Linked DNA regions of Hordeum vulgare: region 2 is linked to region 1. The links are chromatin contacts, called in public Hi-C maps. All regions are on one chromosome and are shown on one strand. Each heading gives the region's core, a stretch centred on a gene start, on an enhancer-like site or on the middle of the called end of the contact. The rest is flanking DNA. Distances are from core to core; before and after follow the strand shown.

Region 1 (5,555 bases), core at 898-3,397:
CACGATTACGATAGTTCGACCGTTTGGGAATCTTGGTATGTCGAAACGACGTCGTCGGACAAACTTCGTGTGATAGTCTCCTTATCATACATGGGGTTACAGTTATGAACTGTTTGTGATGTGACGCACATTGTGAACGGTGCAACACACAGTAGCGCGTGCGATGGTAATGCAATCTCACACGAGTAGCAAAGATGGACCGTATGGGAAATATGACATATCTCAAATGATTGTTTGATAACTATCGTTTCTGATAGGTGCGAACGTGCCATATGCTTAGTTTTGCGAAACATTTGCGATGGACCCCCTATCGTGTGGGATGGACCCCTATCGCCCACACACACAAGGAGATAATTTAAATTACATAGCAAAAAGGGGTCCTTTTCATAGCACGTCGCTGCACCGGTGATAATATCATATAATTCAAAAGTAAACCCATTGTTTTCTTTCTTCCCATGGAAGAAAGATGACCCTTTGACTAGGGTTTTCTCGTGCCTCCCGCCGGTGTCGTCATCGGTCTACCTTGTCTCCTCTGGTCTTAGGGCCATGGAGTCGTGGTGGATTCCGGCCCGCGCTGGCGAAGGGAGGATCGCTTCATTTTAATGCCTTTTTGAATTTTGTGTCCTGCTCAGAGAGGCAAGGTGGCAGGGACTCTCTGAAGATGGAATAAGGTTCTCCCCGTCTTGTCCCCGTCCTGGTGATGTTTCTAGCATCGTCGAAAGGTGTGTGGAGGTTTGTCTCCCACAAATCTCATGGGATTCACTCGGTGTTTGTCTTTGGTGGATCCACGTGGATCCTGGCTTTGTTCGTCGATGCTTGTGTGTCTACATATTGAATCCTTTCGATCTACATTTTTCTTCATCAACGACGATTACTCTTCTGGTACACTGGTCCTATGGGGTCTTAACAAAATGACTTCCCGAGTGTCTACTACCACAAGATTTGCCCAGCTTTGATGAGGGAGGGGCGAAGACGACGACGTGCTTTCATCTTGCTCCAATGCTTGTAATCGTCGTTAGGTGGTCCATGGACCTGAATGTACTACCTTAACAAGTGATGAATAGATCGGAACTCTCTAGAAAGTCAGCCAAAACCGGAGTAAAGACTTTGATGTGGAACCGTACCAGGAAAACGCTTGGCTTCACTCAAATCACACACGAGCGATTCGTCATCTCTCTGTGTGACACATGTCTTCTTTGTGTGTCTTTAGGCAACATCGTGTGTGTTACAAATTGCTTCCCATAACAACACACACATTACAAAGACAATGAAGACAAGAAAATTATTAATATTTTCTACAACATCATTTGTGTTGTATTTTGTTTTTCGCAAGAACACTCATATTGCAAAAATAGTGAAAAAAATCACAACATCATCTATGTTATAGAAGATTTCTACAACATTTACTTTGTTATAAAATATTCTACAATATAAGTCTTATTGCATAGATAAGGACTACTCGATATACTAGATAGATATAGATCTAAGAGCAGGTACAATAATAGGCTATAACCGTGCCTACATGATAATTTTAATTTTGCTTATGTGAAGGAGAGAGACGGGAATAAATAAAGAGAGTGGGCTCTTATGCAAAAGCCTATCTCTATGCGGGTCCTAGACAAAAGCAATAACTCTGAAGAAAAAGATAGAGAAAAGATGAGAAAAAAATACTAATCTTACAGCCATAACCAACCTTATAGCTAAACTTATTGTACTCCCTCAGCTTTGTAAATATGAGGTTTTTTTTATAAAATGGCCAATGAACTACACACTCGACATTAATTTCGGGACGGAGGGAGTATAAAATTATATTAAGCTGGAAATATTTATTTTAAGATGAAGAAAGTATAAATAAATATATGTTGGTTATTAATAATATGACAACATCTTATAGCTAACAGCTCACTATATTATTAACTATGTTGTGATGGTCGGCTGTGATCTGGCGGCCGACGCTGACCCTCACTCAATCAATGGTGCATGCATCTGTGTTGCACCTTGCACACGGGCAAATTCCGGTAGGGTTAACATGAGTGGCACACTCCTGTAATTTGAACACAAATCCGGGCCGACTCTAAACACACCACTCCCACACTTCGCGTTTAAAAAGGCTTCCTCTGTTGCTGCACCGCCCAAGGTCGAGTGCGGCACGTTCGCTCCTGTCCTGGCTCCACCACCCCACGCATCCCAGAGCACAGCAGCCTCCATTGCCGCTCTCTCGTCAACCATGGCTCGGCAAACGCAGCTCCTGTTCGTAGCCACGCTCGTGGCCTCTGCCACAGCGGCCGCGGCGGCAGTGGAGCTCGTCGTCCAGGGGCGCACGGCGGATGTGGCGGGGTGGATGCGTTCGGGACCCAGCTCCTGCGAAGGCACGGTAGAGGAGTGCCTGCGCGAGCGCGAGCACGACGGAGGATTTGGACTCAGGCGGCGCCTTTTCTACGAGGAGGAAGAGGAGGATGGCGGCGGCTACCCTACGCATACGCAGTACATCAGCTACTCCGCGCTGATGAGGGACTCGGTGCCGTGTTCCGTGCCCGGCGCGTCCTACTACAACTGCCATCCGGGCGCCGTCGCCAACCCCTACTCGCGTGGCTGCTCCGCCATCACCCAGTGCCGCGACTAGCCGGACCACCGCCCTATTTTCTCCCTCAGGCTGCAGCAGCTCTGCTTCGTCAGTTATTTTTGTTCTCTGTCCACTTTGTGATGTTTTTGGGTGACGGTCGATACACGAGCTACACGTCCAGCACTGTTACGTGGATGGAACAAGTTGAAGTGACAGAGGCTTGTATACTACCGCCCTGTTTGTTTACAGGGATTTTGTCGCCCTATTTATTTCCAGGGACTAACTAAAGAAACTTTTTTTTTAGTCCCTATGTAATCAAACATGAGGGATTTTTTTTAAGGTCTAAAAAAACTTTATTGGACGGACTTTTTTCTTTAGTCGCTGGAGCTAAAAAAAAGTCTAACCCCTTAGAAACAAACACCCCCAACATACACGATTAACTGGTGTTCTTAATCCATTCCATTCCTACCATTGAATTCATATAGAAAATATGAATTTAATGGTATAATTTTTGCTTTTGTCACAATCAGTTTTGTTGGTTAAATATATGATTAAATTTAGATCTCGGAAAACGTGACTATATTATGGAATGAAGGAATATTATTTTCTCTTTTATTAGACAGCAAGATGTTGCATCTTAGGACAACTCCAACGCAACTTTAACGTGCAACCCCAAATCGTTTGGCCCCGTCCGTTTAGGAATAAACGAAGAGAAAATTCGACCCAACATGGAGAGAAAACGTACAATGTCCGTTTTCCGCCCGCTTTCACTGCATTCCCGTTTGTGCCGAAGCGGACACGCGCGAACGGGCGAGACGCATGCCCATATCTTCCCCTGGTCCACCCGTGAAGGACACATGCCCCCCCTTTTCTTCGCCCCCTCATGCGTCGCCCGCTAAGCAAACCCTCCCTCATAGTGCCGCCGCCCTATTTTCCTACCTCGCTCTCCGGCCCCTCCCCCTCCTCAATCTTCTCATAGCACGACTGGTGGCTTGGTGCTCCCATGCAGCCGGCGTGGGCGACCAACCGGTAGATCTGCGACTGCAGGATTTGCCGCATTCTGCCAGCCGAATTTGCCGCATTAGGCCGTGGGTGGTTGCGCCTTGCCATGGATTGGCCGGGTATCGGACCACACAGCCCCGACAATGCCTCGACGCCACATGCAGGTGTTGAGTCCTGCTCTAGCCGTTAGGATCTATCTCGTTGTCAATTCGCCGACAAAGCCACGGTTTGTCGTCGCCCTGGCTCGGCGTTGGCCCAGAGGCTTGTCGGCTCACTGTTCCGCTCATATAGTGTGATTATTGTCCGCGGAAGGTCGTGCGCCGTGTCGTCACGACACAGGAACATCCCGAATGGATGTTCGTCAAGTGCAAAAATGATGGATACGTGTTTCTCTTGGTTCGGTTTTCTTGTTGGCTTTGAAGAAATTTTTGTAGCTTATTTGCTTACATTTGTGTGTAGGAGGGATGGAAGTTTTGGTATTGGAAGAAAGAATGCATCGATCTTTTGATCGAACATAATTTGCAAGATCTTTTGATAAAATTGAAGTTAGAGATGACTAAAGAAGAGACCTAAGGGGGAGCAATGTCTAATTCTTTAGAATCGAATGAGAAAGGAGTTGTGAAGCTCAAAAATCTGCAAATCAATAATGAAGATATAGAAAAATATATTAGTTTAACAAATAGGAACAATTATGACTATTGGACATGATTTGAAATGTCTAATTATAATTTTAAAATATCTAATTATAGTTCCTATTTTTTTAGTCTTGCTCCCGTGGCGAAGAATTGGTGAATGTTTATGTATCTTTGATGAAACAAAAAAAGTTTTAGTACCAACAAAAAATAAGGGAAACACCTGGTTGTAAAGACCAGATGTGCGTATAACCGGCGCATCTATAAAGCAGACTAAACGCCGCCTTATTATCCTATCCAAACAAATAAAATTTGGACAAAAAAACATTTGTTTAAAATCATGCGTTCAAGTTGACCTTACCCGAGGAGGCAGCAACTTAGAGCAACTCTGTAGCACCGTCCATATTGCAAATGCAAGCTACGTTTGGATGTGAAGTCTACGAAGGCAGCGTGCAAGCACAAAATCATTATATTTGATGTCTCTTTAATCGTGGGACTCACTTGTTAATAAGACATTTTCTTTGGCCAAGAAAATTTCAATATATTCATCATCAATTATGGCAGTATAAAAAGATTAAAAATAATAAAAATTAAATCTAGATCCACAAACCACCTAACGAAGATTACAATCACTCAAGCGACGTCATCATCACTCCTTCATCGAAGCCATGCAAATCTTGTTGCAGTAAACAATTGGAAAGTCATTATGTTAAGTCGACATAGGATTACTAGAACAACAACACTCGTTGATGAAGACTAGCGTAGATCAAAATGATCCAATCTGAAAACAAATGAATGTAAACGAACAACTACCAAATGCATCAAATACAAATCCATTGAAGACACACCTCCATATGTTCACCGAAAATGCGAGACGAACCACCAGAACAGGGGCTTGGTGGGGAGAATCTTATTCCATCTATACGAAGCTGCCGTCGTGCGACACCCTGGCTCAGAGCAACCGGTTTACCTTGCATTTGCCAGCCCACAATAGTGGAGAACGGAGCTTTAATTCTGGTTGGCAACGACATTTTGTCCCGAGTCACCAACTGAGACTAAAAGTGGGGACTAAACGTCCCCATCCTTTAGTCCCGGTGGGCAACAACCCGGGACTAAAGTCCCCCCACCCTCCACCCACGTGTCCGCGAGCGTGCGGTGGGGCTGGAGGACCCTTAGTCCCGGTTGGTGACACGAACCGTGTTGGAAATATGCCCTAAAGGTAATAATAAAATGGTTATTATTATATTTCCTAGTTCATGATAATTGTCTATTATTAATGCTATAGTTGCATTAACCGGAAACCGTAATACATGTGTGAATATATAGATCACAATGTGTCCCTAGTGAGCCTCTAGTTG
Region 2 (5,555 bases), core at 2,213-4,712, 180 kb after region 1:
CGGCGACTGAGAAGAGCCGCAAGCCCGCACGCCCGCTGGACCGCGCACTCAAGCATGGATACGGTGCCATCCCACGCAAGAGCAACCACCTCGTCGTCGACAGACACCAACATGCCAGATCCGGAGACAGATCCGGCAACCCCCTGCCACAGCAAGAGCACACATGCCACCAGAACACGCGGAAAGGACCCCAAGGTAGGAAGAGGGGGCCGCCACCCCACCTCGACACGCCGGAGAGAGCACCGAGCCGCAACCAGGGAGCCCGTCAACGCCATCACCACGACAGCAACCACCGGCGATGCAACACCAGCAGAAGGAGAGCACGCGCGCAGAAGAACCTCCGAATGGCTGGAAGGGTGGCGCCACCCCATACCGACGCGTCGGCGAGAGCCCTGGGCCGTAGCCCAAGGAACCGTTGCCACCGTCAGAGACGCAGCCCTGGAAGCACCACCGCTGAGGCCGTCGCTTCACGTCGCGGGAGGGCGAGCCTCCCTCCACCACGAGATCTGCCGCAGGGCAAATGAGATACCCCATCGTCGTCGTCCGTCGCGTGCACTTCGTCCGATGACCTCCTCCGACAACGGCGAGGAGGAGTCGGATGTTGAACAGGAGAAGAGGGATTAGTGGAATAGTTGTTGTATTGCTTGAGCCTCGTGGTCATATATATAGGAGTACATGATCATCTTGGAGTACAAGGCAAGGCAGTAACAAATCCTAGTCTATCTATGCTTTCCTAAACAATCACGTTACTCAACATCCCCCCCCAAGTCACAATGGTAACGACGCAGACGGTGAGACTGGAGAAGAATCTGAACATAAGCCGGTGGTCATCCCCCCACAGTCGTAACAGTCAATGCATCGTGGAAGTTGTGGCTGGAGTGGAAACCGACGATGTTACTCAAGCAAGGAGGTAGCCCTTTGTGCGTTGGTCGAGGTAGCCGAGAGTGTAGGGTGGTGTAGCATGGTCGAGGTAGCCGTGCGAAGAATGCCATGGTCGATGTCGAGTCGGGGTAGCCGGTGTCGAGGAAGTCGCCGTGGAGCAGCGGGCGCAAGGAGGCGCATAGTTAGTCATGGGCGCAATGGTGTCGAAGTAGTGGTGTGCCGGGAAGAAGACGTAGTTGAGACGCGTCGCGCCGAGTTTGCCAAGCCCGGGGACACATCATGGATGAAGGCACGCATTAGTGTTGCCAGCACCGCGCATGCGTAGACAGACAAAGTCGATGTTGACGATGCGTCGCTCCAGGTTTGCCAGGCCTACGAACACACCGGGAACGAAGGCACACGTCGGTGTTGCCAGCACCGGGCATGCGGAGACGGGGACCTGCACACAACATGTACGCCATGTCGAGGAGGCTAGCAGAGAAGGACTCGACGACGGTTACGGCGCAAATCGGCGGGGTCGATGTTGCCCGCGGTGGTCGGCGTAGATGAAGCGGTCGGGGAAGACGACGGCGACGCTGGCGATGAGCTAGTGCTGGACGGAGATGAAGCAAGTGGACGGGCGATGCGACTTGGGTGAGCGAGCTGCAGCAGCGCCAAAGAAGAGCGGCGGCGCGGCCTGATGGCGGCGGCGCCGGCTGGTTAGGAGCGCGGCGGCGATGCTCGAAGTAGGCGAGGAAGAGCCCGATACCATGACGAAGACCGGCGTGGATGATGGCATTCCCGCGCCGAAGGAGATGGCGCGGCACATACCACAGGAACTCGACGCGCGGGGACGGCGGAGTGGACCATGCGCCGCGACGCTACGACCCGAACGGGCGACGAAGCGGCAGCGCGCGGGTCGGGGTGATGGCGGAATACCTCGGGGTGGCGGTGTAGACCGCGTGTCGCAATGCTACAGACCGAAGGGGCGATGCAACGGCGGTGCGCGGGTCGGTGCAGCGACGAGGACGGCCTCGGGCGGCAGCGGGGACCGCGTGCCGCAGCACTACAACCCGAAGGAACGGTGTAGCAGCGGCTCGCGGGCGACGGCGCTGCGGCCCGATGGGGCTACGCACGGCAGCCCGATGCTCGATCGGTGGAGGGGCGCGCTTTATTCGGGACAGTCTTCACGAGGCCTGTGGAGGCGCGCGCAACCAACGGGCCAGGTCGGTCGCACGACATAGATGAGGCAGATCGCGGGCGGGCGGGTGATCAATCCGATCGCACGCGAGGTCGTGGAAGTCGTTCAGTGGAGGCGGGGTGGCGGCCAGGCCCGGCAGCCAGCGCGACGCAGGCGGCCCGAAGCAGCCGGCGTGACGCAGGCAGCGGAACAGTCGGCCTGAGGCGGCCGGTGCGAAGCAGCCGGCAAGGACGGAGCTGGAGCCGGCACGACGCAGCTGGCGTGAGGCAGGCGGTGTGGCCGGAGGCGGCAGCCACCCCGAGGTAGGCGGCGCGGTCGGAGGCGGCAGCTGACCCGACGCAGCCAGCCCAAGGCACGCGCTGCGGTCGGAGGCGGAAGCCAGCCCGACGCAGCCGACAGCCAGCCCGAGGCAGGTGGCAGGGCTGGAGGCGGCAGCCGGCCCGACGCAGTCGGCCCATTGTAGCCGGCTCGAGGCAGGCGGCGGCCCGACCGTACGAGGCGACGGTGAAGATCGACGGGCAGGCGGCGCGCGAACGACGGCTGTGATGGGCCGCCGCATGGCGTGAGGCCGTCGGGTCGAGGCGATGCAGGCGTCCCGATCGGAGGAGGGCGATGACAACCGGCGGAGATCGATGGGCGTGCCGGCGTGTGGTCGACGGTGTTGAGTACCCGCCGGGTTTGCGCGAGGCCGCCGGGTCGCGCCGATGTCGGAGTAGAGGCGTGGTGGTCGTCGGCGGCGGCGGGCGACGCAAACTGATCTTAGATCCAAAAACCAAAAAGAAAGAGCGCCGATCAAGAGACCGACATGAGAGAGAAAACCCGGATGAGGAGATCGGGAAAAAGACTCTCTAGGGCAGCCGGTCAACATGACCGACGGACGAACCCTAGGTACGGGCGGCGCGGCCCCGGCGGCGGTCATGGAGGCCGACCGCCCTAGGGGCGGCGCGCGGGGCGGAAGCTGTGGCGGCGGCTAGGTCAAGAAACTTGCGGCAGATACCATATTGAACGGGATAAGAGGAATTGATGGAATAGTTGTTGTATTGCTTGAGCCTCGTGGACATATATATATAGAAAATATATATAGGAATATATGATCATCTTAAAGTATAAGTTAAGACGGAAACAAATTCTAGTTTATGTGTGCTTTCCTAAACAATAATGTTACTCAACATCGAAGGTGGGAGAGAGGCCGGTGACGGCTCGATCTATGGTTCTGCCAGGGCTGCCCTAAAGGCGACATGGGGGATGGTAATCACTGCTCTTGATTAGTTAATTTAAAAATTTATTTAGTTAAGTTGATTTAGAACGCGTTGTTGGAAAACAGCCATGTGCATGTCCTACTCGCGTTGTTGGAAAACACGGCTGTCCTTCTCACCTGTTGTTGTTGTCATGCCTGCCAGCATTGCGGGCCTTACCGTCGGTCCTTTGTTGTGTCGTCTGCCGGCAACTACGGGTTGGTTGCTGCACCATTAGACTACTTATAATGACCAATAACATAGACTAGTAACGTATACTTCCTTCGTTTTTAAATATAAGTTTTTTAAGAGATTCCATTAAAAGACTACGTACGGATGTATATAGACATACTTTAGAGTATAGGTTCACTCATTTTGCTCCGTACGTAGTCCCTTAATGAAATTTCTAAAAAGACTTATATTTAGGAACATATGGAGTATATGTTACTAGTCTAAGTTACTACCTTCATAGTGGATAGTAACATAGGGTTAGTAACATTGAGCCTATTATTTATTAGGCTATAGACTCATCTTGCCTTGGTATCCATTATGTTACTTAGAGGAAGTACAATAGTATAGCCAGCTGCTGGCTATAAGCTATTGACATGTCATCTATAACTCATCTTATAGCCAACATGTACAATAGTTCATTACAAAAGTGTACTACTTCTTTATTATATGTTTCACCTTTCATATTCATAAAATGCCTAGGAGGACGTGCTAGAGCTGACTATTAGCTAAGAGTAAGTACAATAAGGTACAGTCTGCAGGCTGTAAGGATTAAAATATTATATTTTTGTTGAGTTGGATGAGAGAGAAGAGGAGAGAGAAGGAAAACGGGTTCTTCGTGAAGAGCCAACTCTAGCACGTGCTCCTAGGTGCTTTGTGAGAATGAAAGATGGGCCATATATGATAAAAGTAGTACTCTTTTACAGCTAACTATTGTACAAGCTAGCTATAAGATGAGCTATAAGAATGCTTATAGCCAACAGTTGGCTATACTATTAACCATGCTCTAAGAGCCCGCTTACCTTCTCTCTTCTCTTTTCTTTCCTCTAACTAAACAAAAATATATTAGTTTATTCCTTATAGCCAGCTGACTCAGCTCTATTGTACTTGCTCTTATAGAGGTAGTAACATGCTAAGTTATTCATTTTCTATCTCTTCTTATTTATTAGTTGTCACATCATATTTTTTGCTTAGGTGGCACTTATACTACTATCTATGTTACTTTTATTATGGGTACATCAGGGGTCCTATTTTTGAGCTCACGCCCATAGATCATGAGAACAATCGGTATTCTCTCAGCCATCGATAAACAATGAAATTACTTTTTTTAGAAGTGATCAAATTACTTGAGAGCCAGGCGTGCTATGCACTATCCAGGCATTTCGGCCTCCTAGCTCAACTAGACCTACCTGTTTGCTCAATCAGACCTACAACAAGAATTTTAGGGCCTAGAATTTATGAGCCCTGTGCGGGCCGCTTAGTTTGCACACCCGTGGGCTCGGCCTTGGACGTAAAGTCCCGCCGGTATATCGCTTGTAAGCCGTCGCAATGAGAAGTTAATTGTTTGTAAATTCTCGACTTTTGTAACCTTTCCCGACATACTGAAGATTAGTAGGTTGATGTCCGTGTGTTTTTCTCTATCATGTTGGAGTGGTTTTTTGCGTTAAGTCCCTGTGTTACCGAAAAAGGCTTTCGCTCCGCTTTATAAATAAAGCAACCCCTGGGAGACCCCCCAACGCTGAGACCCGATATGCCGGCCAGTGCTGACCTCCATCGACCCATCCTGCAGCCCCCGAGCACGAGACGAGCTCGGTCCCGCTGCACCATGCACGAGACGAGGTCAGTCCTGCTGCACCGTGCGCGAGACGAGCCGACCCTGCTGCACGTGCGCGAGACGAGATCGATCCTGCTGCACGGGGCGTGAGACGAGCGATGAACCGCAGCTGGGAGAGGGTCAACACTTTGATGGAAGTAGCGCCCGGGCTACACGAAAATGAGACGAAGGTCAAAACAGTCTAGATGCAGACGAGCCGACAACGGAGAAGCCGTCCGCTCCCACAGGAAGATCCATCAAGCCATCGCGAAGCCCTCACGACACCGGGAGGCACCACGCCGGACCTCCCCGCGCCGCCGCCCACGACCGGAGCAAAGGCCACGCCCGGCCGCTGCACTTCCCGCATCGCCCGACGAGCTCCAAGCACCGGAGCCGCCGGCGCCGCCGATCGACCCTCCGCACCAGATCCAGCCGG

Evidence for each region. A called contact is a pair of places that touch in the nucleus more often than the background predicts.
Region 2: a Hi-C map of leaf shows a contact between it and region 1, with 2.7 times the contacts expected there. The contact joins the enhancer-like site here to the promoter of LOC123446479 in region 1. A contact is called at or near these places in 2 of 6 Hi-C or Micro-C datasets (leaf and seedling).

Annotation. Positions count from the first base shown.
Region 1 is chr4H:360,992,253-360,997,807 of MorexV3_pseudomolecules_assembly, forward strand. LOC123446479 (rapid alkalinization factor-like) reads left to right here and starts at 2,148. Exons shown (of 1, transcript XM_045123063.1): 1 at 2,148-2,940. The coding sequence starts at 2,228. The coding sequence ends at 2,623.
Region 2 is chr4H:361,175,314-361,180,868 of MorexV3_pseudomolecules_assembly, forward strand. No RefSeq gene overlaps it. Among protein-coding and RNA genes, the nearest start is that of LOC123446480, 15 kb to the left of the region's middle. Within about 2 kb of position 3,463, at least 3 of the 3 cell types and tissues checked have open chromatin away from gene starts, as enhancers often do. A contact at or near this core is called in leaf and seedling, where this site is marked.